Regions from separate parts of the Danio rerio genome. Here region 1 is linked to region 2. Evidence: chromatin contacts called from public HiChIP or PLAC-seq data. All regions are on one chromosome and are shown on one strand. The core of a region is the stretch at or near the end of the contact, and the rest is flanking DNA. Distances in the headings are between cores, read along the strand shown.

Evidence for each region. HiChIP or PLAC-seq counts read pairs in DNA pulled down with a chosen protein or histone mark.
Region 1: an H3K4me3 HiChIP or PLAC-seq map of gastrula embryo shows a contact between it and region 2, with 2.8 times the contacts expected there. The contact joins the promoter of chd4a here to the promoter of zgc:91968 in region 2. A contact is called at or near these places in 2 of 4 datasets of contacts at active chromatin or transcription factors (embryo and gastrula embryo).

The regions. Positions count from the first base shown.
Region 1 is chr19:5,988,322-5,993,897 of GRCz12tu, forward strand. It overlaps chd4a (chromodomain helicase DNA binding protein 4a), which reads right to left and starts at 4,001. Exons shown (of 41, transcript NM_001044858.1): 1 at 3,727-4,001; 2 at 3,198-3,323. The coding sequence starts at 3,252.
Region 2 is chr19:5,920,547-5,926,023 of GRCz12tu, forward strand. zgc:91968 reads left to right here and starts at 2,540. Exons shown (of 6, transcript NM_001002167.1): 1 at 2,540-2,610; 2 at 2,793-2,899; 3 at 5,035-5,197. The coding sequence starts at 2,808.

The DNA of each region.
Region 1 (5,576 bases), core at 2,751-5,250, 69 kb after region 2:
TTTTCCATTATCAATGAGTGAATGATTTTCCATTTGCTTTTTACGGACATCTGCACAAGTACGATTGGATGAGTACTGATAAAAATATTTGAAAAGATTTTGTACTGAGTAAGATCTAGGCATGGACTGGTATATGATTCAGATGGTATGATAACCTCGTATAAAAATAACACGGTATTGTGATTACTACTCTAAAATATATTCTTTTTTAAATGTCTGGGTAAATAACAAAACTGTTTTCCCCTTGAACACAATTTATTTTATTTTGAGAAACATTTAAAATATTTTGGAATAGTAAACGTCAGGCTAAATAATTTTAATACATCATTAGCGATGTTTCCATCAACCTATTTTAATGCGCAATTTGCATATGTGCAGAAAAGATCGGGTGATGGAAACGCCATAATGTGCATATATTTAAAAAAACGTATGTGTATAACCGAGTACGATAAACTTTTTATTCGATAAGAAAAATGCAACTACAATGGAAACACTTTTACCGAACCACATTGTAAAACAGCTGAAAAGTTGTTTTGGTTATTCTAAAAAGCCAAAACTATTTCAGTATTAGTGTTATGATATTATTAATTGACGTTACCACATGTTTACTGCGTCATGGCATTTGTCTTCTGAGGCGCAAGTCATTTATTAAATGAAGAAAAGATTTATGCAGCTTCTTCTGCTGAAAATTTTGTTTTTACTCTTGATATCTGGCACCAGTTAATCAGGAAGTGACGATTTTGTTCTCTTAGACTCATTGGATGGAAATGCTGCTTAATTTGTAAGTCTTTTTGTGATATTCCAGTTTTACCCATAAATTTAATTTGCATCTTTGGATGGAAATGAAGCCAGTAGGGTTGCATGGTTTACTAGTACTTCAGTAGCACCGTATGGCTCCAAAATACTGCCAGTGCCACTGTAGTCTGTAAACGGTAGTATCGTCATTAATGATATCGTCAGTTAATGTTGCGTGTGAAAAAAAAAGTCACTAAAATGCTTACATATCTATGCCGGCAAATAATCAATAGACCATTTTACTTTAAATTGAACTGTCTGCATACAGGTCGTAGTTTGCTGCAGTCATGACAGATCATATGGCGTAAACAAAGATTTATTTATTTTAATATTACTATAGCAATAACAACAGAAGAGTCACAGTTTATGCAAATAAAACAAAGTTGTGAAATTAAGACATTTTCAATAATAAAGAAATTATTAATTAAATGTAAGTATTATGAAATATAGTACTTCTAACAATTTGCTGTATTTCATAAATTTGAGTTATGAATTAGTACAACATTGCTATACTACTTGATATCGTTATACTTCAACTGGTATAGTATTGTGGCCTGAATTTATGGCATCGTGACAACCCTAATAGCTAGTAACTTCTGCTGTCTTCATTAATTTCAAAAACAGATTTCTTTACAATTTAAAACAGCGTCTTTGGATGTCTGCTGGAGATACTGTTGTCATAAAAAACTAAAAAAAAACGTAATAAATAAAAAAAATCTTACATATACAGTAGGAACGCACGCAGACAATTTAGGCAGCTTTGAAACCTTGACTTTTCCAAACCGCGGTATCCCTTGAAAACAGTTATCATTCCATGCCTAGAAAGATCGATTTAATATTTCAGACTAATGTTTAGTTGAATATTTAGTCTGTATGAGCCCTACAAAAACTCAAATTTAAAAACTTTTATTGATTTTCATTATTTTGACGAGGAATTTAACATTAAATTCTGTAATTAGGCAAAGAGCTGCTCGGATTAATCCAATAAATCATTAAATGCTCTTCGTTGGCCTTTACGTTTAATCTAATAAAAGCACAGCGATAGATTAACCATCTACAAATCTATTACAATCATTGATCAGGACTGGGTAAAAATAATCTGAGGCTCTATATTTTCATACAAGCTGTCAAAATTAATTGAATGACAGATGTATTGAATGACTGAGGGGGGAGAGAGAGAGAAAATAACAGGCATTCACTATAACATAACATTTTAATCAGATAATAAATATTATTTTTGATAACAGGACTGCAAATACTGAATTTAATAATAGAAAATAGAAGTCATTATGGACTTGATTTTACCATCTCTGTTTAGGGAAGTCTCAAAGCACTGTTGTCATTATCGTGCATTATTATCCTGTCAATCCTTGACTAGGTTTTCCCATGGATGACAGTAATCGGATAAGATCTTAATGGACTTGCCTCATATTTCATTATGAAAAACAATATACTGGGTTTTCTCCAGGTATATAGAAGTAAAAGAAATATAGAAGTCACTTTGAGTTGACTAACTGCATTAAATATACTATGAACTTGCACACAATACATTTGTGTTATAAATATCCTTCCTGTAGCTGTTAAATTTAACCTTTCTTCCATTTTTAAATGAACAAGAACGAGTATTTTGGCTTCATTCTGTAAACTGAAAACCGGGCAAAGCCCCCCTTTAACCATTTCCCTCAAAAACTGGCGTCACATCCGATTCCTGCACACACTGATGTGCAAAATCAAAATATTAAGCTTAAAAGTCGGCATTTATAGACATATACTAGGTAAATTTGCGCATATTTTGCGTCAACTGTACAGGCCGACAGCGCGCGAACAGTCAGACACTGAAAATCCTCACGCGTCAAACTAGCAGCACGCGACTGTTACCGGTAGGCCGCGAAGCCGGTACAACAACAATACATCAAATATTATTATAAAACCATTCCTACTGCTCAACAATCACACCAAGACGCTCAAATTATACTACTGTGTCGTATCTGACAAATATGAGAGGATATTATTTGACTGTGAAGGTAAAAATAACAGGTAAGTCGACGGCTAGCCGCGCAGAAAAAAACCCGGCAACACAAAGCGCTGACTTAAAAACGTCAAGAGGGTGATAAAATTATATGATATCCAAAAATATAAGGTGACTTCTTCATTAAAATGACAATTCTAGTTCAATACGTGTGATATAAAATGAAATATCTAGAATCAACCCCAGTTGTTGTTTAGTTAGCCGACTAGCCATCGAATAAATGAAGTTTCACGTCAATAAACTCCAAACGACAACATAAAATGCGTCACAACTAATCGGTTTATGTCATATTTCATCCATAAACTCAATAAATGACAGCAAAACGGACCATCCGAGTGAAGTTGACCCACATACGTAAATGTAAATATTTTACCTTGCATCACAGACCGATGTTCAAAATCGTCTCTATCGTCCTCACTGCCGGACATATTGTTGATTACACCAGCCAGAGGGGATCGTGAACACTTGTATGCCGATTTTCACCTCCTCTGGTGCCTTCCTGAAGCCGGGGGAGGCAGAAAATAAAAGAACAATACAAACGGAAGTTAATAGTCACGGTAGCATGCTGATCATAGTGGTCACTCCATGCCAAAAATAAATTCGAAAAGCATGCGAATGTATATAATACTGCTGGATAAACTTCATTTTGGTTTAATGCAAATGAAAAACCATCATAAAACTTTTAAAATACGCGGTTAAAAGAAGTTATGGCCATTGAATTGGCAATTGGGGCATGCTGTGAGTGAGGCATTAGCTAAGCAGGCTAGGGACGCTAACCTGCAAAGTCTCTATAACTTTTAAGGTGTTTTAATTTTAACACGCATTAAAATGTCACAAATAGTACGAATCATAAAACAACATTAGCATAATTGACGTAGTACAGTGTAAGAAAGTGTACTCACACAACTTGACCTGTTCCTTTTTTCAAAAAATATAAAAAATAATGCAATAAAATATGTCCCCACGTTGCTTTGGCTCCTTCTCATCAACACTTAAATGCAAAGTGTGATCTTCCTGTTTCTAATGAGTAAGTAGTGAAAGTATATCCAGATATTTTTTTTTCCTCAGCTGTAGGATGCACACAACGTCGCAGTTTCTCCTTCTGCCACTTACACCCTTTGCATAGACACAAAGAGATCAGGGGCCAGACATCCCATAATAATCTCCCTCCCCATATTCACACATACACATACATACAGACATTCACCCCTCCCCCCACCGCATAGTTACCTTGCAACATACAGACCATAATAACCCCCTAACAACCGAAGGCAGACCCTCTCTTCCCCATTCCACCGTGCCCTTAGCAACAGTTGCCATGGCGACAGCCACCCCCCCTCCCACCCCTGCGAACATCCCATAATAATAAACATAGTCACTGACATCCCACAATAACCATAACTCCGAAAAAAGAATGAACGGGAACTGAGCCGGAAGAGAGAGAGAGGGAAAAAAAAAAGTCGATTAGCAACTCCTCGCCAGCCCGCTTCCTTATTACAGCACATGTACAGTAGACATTTTTGAGCGTATAAAATGGCACCTATAATCAAAACCTAAAGTTAGTGCACTTTACACCAATGGTAGTTTACCGCACAACTATTCTGTACAACAAGCACAACTTCGGTTTGGCCCTCAAAAAATGGGCCTGAATGGCAGGAAATGGGTCTGGTTCAAGGTTCAAGACCTCTCAAGTTCAAATGTCACATTGATAATGCAGCTCTAAAAGGCCTCAAAATAAAATGGCCACCTGTCTTCAACTGATAGGACAATGTTTTGCTTGGCATTTTCTAATTTCTCCTCATCTTGGGTTAAGAAAGCCATAGGCCTTTCCCATTGTCATCCTGTATCACCTGGATTTCTCTGAAAGTAAATTGACGCACATATCGAGTCCATCACATATGCATGAACACATGTACATGTGTAGAAAAAAAAAATGTAATTTGTTGGGGGGGGGGGGGGGGGGGGGATGGGGAGTGGTAGGCACCATATAGCATAATTACATATCAAAGAAATATAGAGATGGTCGTCATGACAACCCACTCAGGCGCACCCCTCCTCCACACTCTAAAGCACCAAATATTCAGTAATAATGTCTCAGCCAAAAGAAAACACAGACCATAATATTCTTCCTGTGCTGGCAGTTGTCATGGCGATATGCAAGAAAGAGGTGTTTCTGTGTGTGTCTTTTGGGGTGGGGTGGGGTGGAGGGGGGTGTTGGTGTAAGGGAGGGGTTTCAGATTACCATGCATGCTAAAATGAATACCATAATACTCGTTTTAGGCTTTCTGCTAGTTCCCTCCTCCCCCCGCAGCATCACCCCACCAAACGTGACTCCATAACTGGACGAAAAAGCCACATATGGACACCATCAGAGATGTCTACTGATAAAAAAAACTCATAAGGATGTTGGATATGGTCAAAAAACCAACAGGCCGCATATTCAGCGGCTGAGCTGGATTGTTCCTCAAATCACCAACTTGGCTTGTGCAACTATAGTCTTTTAATACACTGATAAATTGTTGCTTAGTAGTATTTCAAGGGGTTCCTGTTCATTATTAGGCTACACTAAATTAAGAATGTTCATTAATATGCACAAATCATCTGAAAACAATGGAATCTTCCTGTTTCGTGAGGTAGAAATGAAAACATCAGTCTCTCACAGGTGAATCTTCAATCACATGCAGCAAAATAAAACCTCCCAAAGACAGAAATTAACAATCGTGAGTGTGAAATTCATTCTCTTTCCTCCCCC
Region 2 (5,477 bases), core at 1,290-3,789:
TACATTTTCAGTGATCCGTATGCATTTGCAGGCTTATCACTGCAAAGATTGCACATTTGAGGAAAACATGCCGCCGATTAAACCTGGAAGGTACAAATGAGGATGGGAAGTGTTTGCAAGTCTTCAAAGACTGTCAAATTAAACGGCTCATCTTGTATATGCATGGCCAAATGCATGAATGTCAGTTTAGTTCTGGAGTTTTGTGACTACAAAGCGAAAACTGAAATTATCACCCCTTTTTTATGATCTTCGACTGCTGATAAAACAAACAGTACATTTGTTTGTGTGTGTGTTTCGTAAAACAAAAGAGACATAATTATGATAATAAATAAATAAATAAAACAAAATCTAATTTGTACAAATCTGAAATAAGTTTAAAGCACTAAAAGAACTGGAATTAATCAAATCTGAAGATTAATTCATCCTAAATAGTATAATAAAACTATTTTCTAACACTTATTATGATATAAAATATTTAAAACGTATACAGTGCATCCGGAAAGTATTGATAGCGCTTCACTTTTTCCACCTTTTTTTTTTTTTTTGTTACAGCCTTATTCCAAAATGGATTAAATACATTTATTTCCTCAACATTCTACACACAATACCCCATAATGACAATGTGATGAAAGAGTTTTTGAAATTGTTACAAATTTATTCAAAATAAAAAACCTGTAAAATCACATGTACATCAGTATTCACAGCGTTTGCCGTGAAGCTCTAAATTGAGCTCAGGTGCATTCTGTTTCCACTGATCATTCTTGAGATGTTTCAGCAGCTTCACTGGAGTTCACCTGTGGTCAATTCAGTTGATTGGACATGATCTGAAAAGGCATACATCTGTCTATATTAGGTCCCAGGGTTAACAGTGCATGTCAAAGCACAAACTAAGCATGAAGACAAAGGAATTGTCTGTAGACCTCTGAGACAGGATTGTCTCGAGGCACAAGGCTGGGGAAGGTTACTGAAAATTTTCTGCTGCTCTGAAAGTACAAATGAGCTCAATGGCCTCCATCATCAGTAAGTGAAAGCTGTTTGGAACCACCAGGACTCTTCCTAGAGCCATCTAAGCTGAGTAATCAGGGGGAAAGAGCCTTAGTCAGGGAGGTAATCAATAACCTGATAGTCACTCTCTCTGAGCTCCAGTGTACGATACAGAAGGACAACCATCTGTGCAGCAATCCACCAATCAGGCCTGTATGGTACAGTGACCAGACGGAAGCAACTCCCCACCTGGAATTTGCCAAAAGGCATCTGACGGACTCTCAGACCATCAGAAACTAAATTCTCTGGTCTGATGAGACTAAAATTTAACTCTTTGGAGTGAATGCCAGGTGAAAACTAGGCAGTGCTCATCACCAGGCTAATACCATCCCTACAGTGACGCATGGTGGTGGCAGCATCATGCTGTGAGGATGTTTTTCAGCAGCAGGAACTGGAAGACTATTCAGGATAGAGGGAAAGATGAAAGCAGCAATGTACAGAGACATCCTAAATGAAAACCTGCTTCAGAATGCTCTTGACCTCAGACTGGGGCGGTGGTTCATCTTCCAGCAAGACAATGACCCAAAGCACACTGCCAAAATGTCAATGGAGTGGCTTCACAACAACTCAGTGAACGTCCTTGAGTGGCCCAGTCAGAGCCCAAACCTAAATCCTATTGAACATCTTTGGAGAGATCTGTTAATGGCTGTACACTGTCGCTTCCCATCCAACCTGATAGAGCTTGAGAGGTACTGCAAAGAGGAATGGGCAAAAATTTCCAAAGACAGGTGTGCCGAGCTTGTGGCATCATATTCAAAAAGACTTGAGGCTGTGATCGCTGCCAAAGGTGCATCAACAAAGTATTGAGCAAAGGCTGTGAATACTGATTTACACGTGATTTTTCAGGTTTTTTATTGTTATTAATTTGCAACAATTTAAGTAACTCTTTTGTTCACATGGTCATTATGGGGTATTGTGTGTAGAATTTTGAGAAAATAAATTAATTTACTCCATTTTGGAATAAGGCTGTAAAAAATGCGGAATAAGTGAAGCGCTATCGAATGCACTGTATATGCATATACTAGCTTTTAATGCGTTTATCATTTTGATGGTGCAAATCATTTTTGAACATTTATCAAAGGCACAATGAATCCTAAATGATTCTGGCTGAACGCTGACCTGCTGTTCCACATTTCTTAAGTCTGCTATTTATCAGTCTGCTTATTTTGCCAGCGTTCGCAGGAGCTTTAGGATTATTGGTTTTCATAAGAATATGAAGCAACCGTGTTACGTAATCTCTATTTTTACTTCCAACCTGCTTCGTTTTTTCACTTTTACTCTTTCCAAAACTTGGATATATGCAGTGAGAAACTGAGGCTGAAATCATTCGCAGAGGTAAAAGCACATTTGTGTTTGGGGGCTGTGGGACGAGTGGCTTTATTTAGAGCTCTGTGATGGCCTCAGGTCACACAGCTCAGACTCATGACCAAACTGTGATGTTATTCATTCTAGAGAGAGAGACCGGGACGCTTTAGTCGCTCTCTGGGTCCCAAAAGATGCTCGACTTCTGAATAACTGAAAATCGCGTTTGGACTTGATGGATTCTGCATTCCACCAGTTATTGGGGTGAGTAACTTAGAATAGTTTGGATATGAAAATGTATACCTGACAAATTACTAATCTGAGGGATGAGGTTTATTTTAATGAACTTTTTAATCGTCAGAAATCTTACCTTTGTGCTGTGTGAGAAGCAGGGATGTTGTTTAATGCTCATCTTGCAAATGTGAAATCTTCTGTGGATCTTCTAGTGTTGCATTTTGAGGATGGGAACCGCCTTCAAGAAGTTTTGCATCAAATTCTGCTGCTGCTGCTGCTGTGAGGATGAAGATGAGGAAGAAAAGGCGCCTTTAATTGGGTTTGATCACTTATAATCTTCTGTCTGTAAATGTTTGAGTGTATATGATAATAATAATTATAGTAGTAATAATATAATTTTATTAATTTTTTTTACAAAAGAGATATTCACAAACAGTGCTACCATTTGACAATAAAGAATTAAAAGGTTTGGTTTTATTTGTCGTAAAATCAAAATGTTTCTAAGGTATTACGATATTAAGTAGTTTACTTTAATTAGGTCTTAATATTCACCTTTTAGTGAATGTTCACAGTAAAATTAAATCGTAACAATGCAAAAACTCAAATGTAGGTTAAATATAGACAAACTTGTTAAGTGGGTTAAAGTTGGGCTAAACATCTATATTTTTAATACTTTTTTAAAGTTTTGCAAAGTAGAAGTACTGTTTAGGTGACACGGTGGCTCAGTGGTTACGGTTTATGCTTTTGAATTGCGTTATGGGGCCTCGATCTTTCTTCCGACAACTTTTAATCTCGAAAAGTTTTAAAAAGGTGGCACGGTGGCTCAGTGGTTAGCACTGTTGCCTTACAGCAGGAAGGTCGCTGGTTCGAGTCTCGGCTGGGCCAGTTGAGATTTCTGTGTAGCGTTTGCATGTTCTCTCTGGGTTGGTGTGGATCCAAAAGATATGCATTATAGGTAAATTGAATAACTTAGACAATTAACACGAAGGAAAATGAATGAATGAATGAATGAATGAATGAATGAATGAATGAAGTGTTGTTTATTCTCAGTTCACTCTTAGTTCATGTTCACTATAATTAACTAATGTCAGTTGCTTATAAGCTTTACTATATAAACATAAATTGCTAAATAATATATTAATAGCTAATTTTACTAGCCCATGTCATTATAAGTAAGGAATATTTTACAATGCTGAATTATCAAAAAAAAAAAGGCACACCCAAGGCGGTGATGCAGCCATGAAGCAGAGTGATTGTTACGCCCTACTTATTGGAAAAATCTGATATTGCGATATTTTATTTTTCTGCGATAAATATTGCGATATGAATGCAGTATCTCTATTTGACGGTTTTCTGGGGACTCTATATGGGAACAGAATCCGGGGACAGAACTTATCACAGAATAAATCAGAATAAATCACGACGCAACTGGTACAGAATAAATGACAACGCAAAAAAGCGTTTCTTTACTTTGTCTTATTTCTAGCCAAAAAAAAATCCTAGAACAATTTTCTTATAGAAAATTCAAGTAAAATTATTTAGTTTTCACATTCAGAATAATTCAAAATTAACAATCTTTCCTTTAAACAAGCTAAATTATATCAAGCTAATCTTGTTTTCACTTTGAAAGGTAGATATTTGGACTAGAAATAAGATCAAAACAATTTTTTTTGCATAAATTCTGTATAAATGTGGTAATTGAATACAATTGTGTGGCTCTTGCTCAACTAAGACTCAACATTGCATATATTTTAATGTGACTATTGTGGATCCGCACATTGCAATATCGATGCTGAAACGCCCTACTGAACTAGCCTAAACTAGTTTGCTGTTTTAACCTGGAAGTAACTGGTTTTAGCTGGTCTCCCAGCAAGGCAATGTTGGTCAAGCTGGTCATTTCAGCAAGTCTTCCAGCCTGACCAGCTAAAGAAATGGCCGAAACCAGCGAGACTATAGGCAGGATGACCAGCTAAAACCAGCCAAGCATCTAAAGCTGGTTTAATCAGGTTTTCAAATTACATGTGCAATATTGTCTTATAATTCAATAGGGAAAAAATATTCCACTATTACTGCTACTATGCTTACCACACCTAAAGCCACTGTTGAGAATATGTTGTATTCCAGTTAATTGATGCATAATTGAAACCTCTTAAGAATGCTAACCAACCAATAGTGTTTCATAAAATGCTTAACTGATAGGCCTAAAAGTCTTCTGCTTTTCCTTTGGCTTAATTCATGATTTACTAGGAGTCACCACAGCGGAATAAACCGCGAACTACTCTGACTGACATGTTTATGTTGAAACACATTAGCCTAGTTAACTTGCCCTAGTACGAATGTGTTCACTCTACATTTGTACCTTGCCTGTTTGACGGTGCTGCGTCTTCCTATGTTGACAGTATTAATTCGTCCTTTTATTTAGTTTTTGTGTGGATTATTGTGTGTTTGTGTCAGTCACGACACGCTGGACTATTTCGACCGCGAGGCGAAGAAAAGGCGGGATCAGGAGACCAACCTGTGGAGTGAACCCGGAGACCCTTCACACTCTGAGAGAGATGACGACCGCGTGCTGTACAAACTGCTGCAGTGCAGACAGCAAACACAGCCCGGATCACGGGTATGACAGAGCATTAAAGCTACATTATACATTCACAAAAAAAACAAGGTGATTGCGTCTCAGACATTAATCGCCACTTTCTTAATGCCTATAATTACACAATAGCCTAGATGATGCCTGAAATGATGCTGCCCATAACAAGCCTTATTTAAGTTCATTAGCTTGTTTTTTTTCCTTGCTTGTTTGCTTTACATTTGAATTATTGTTATTCAATTTTTTTTCAGTGATATAATTGAACACATTCATGAAATTTATAAAAATTAATATCTTCCAGTTCTGC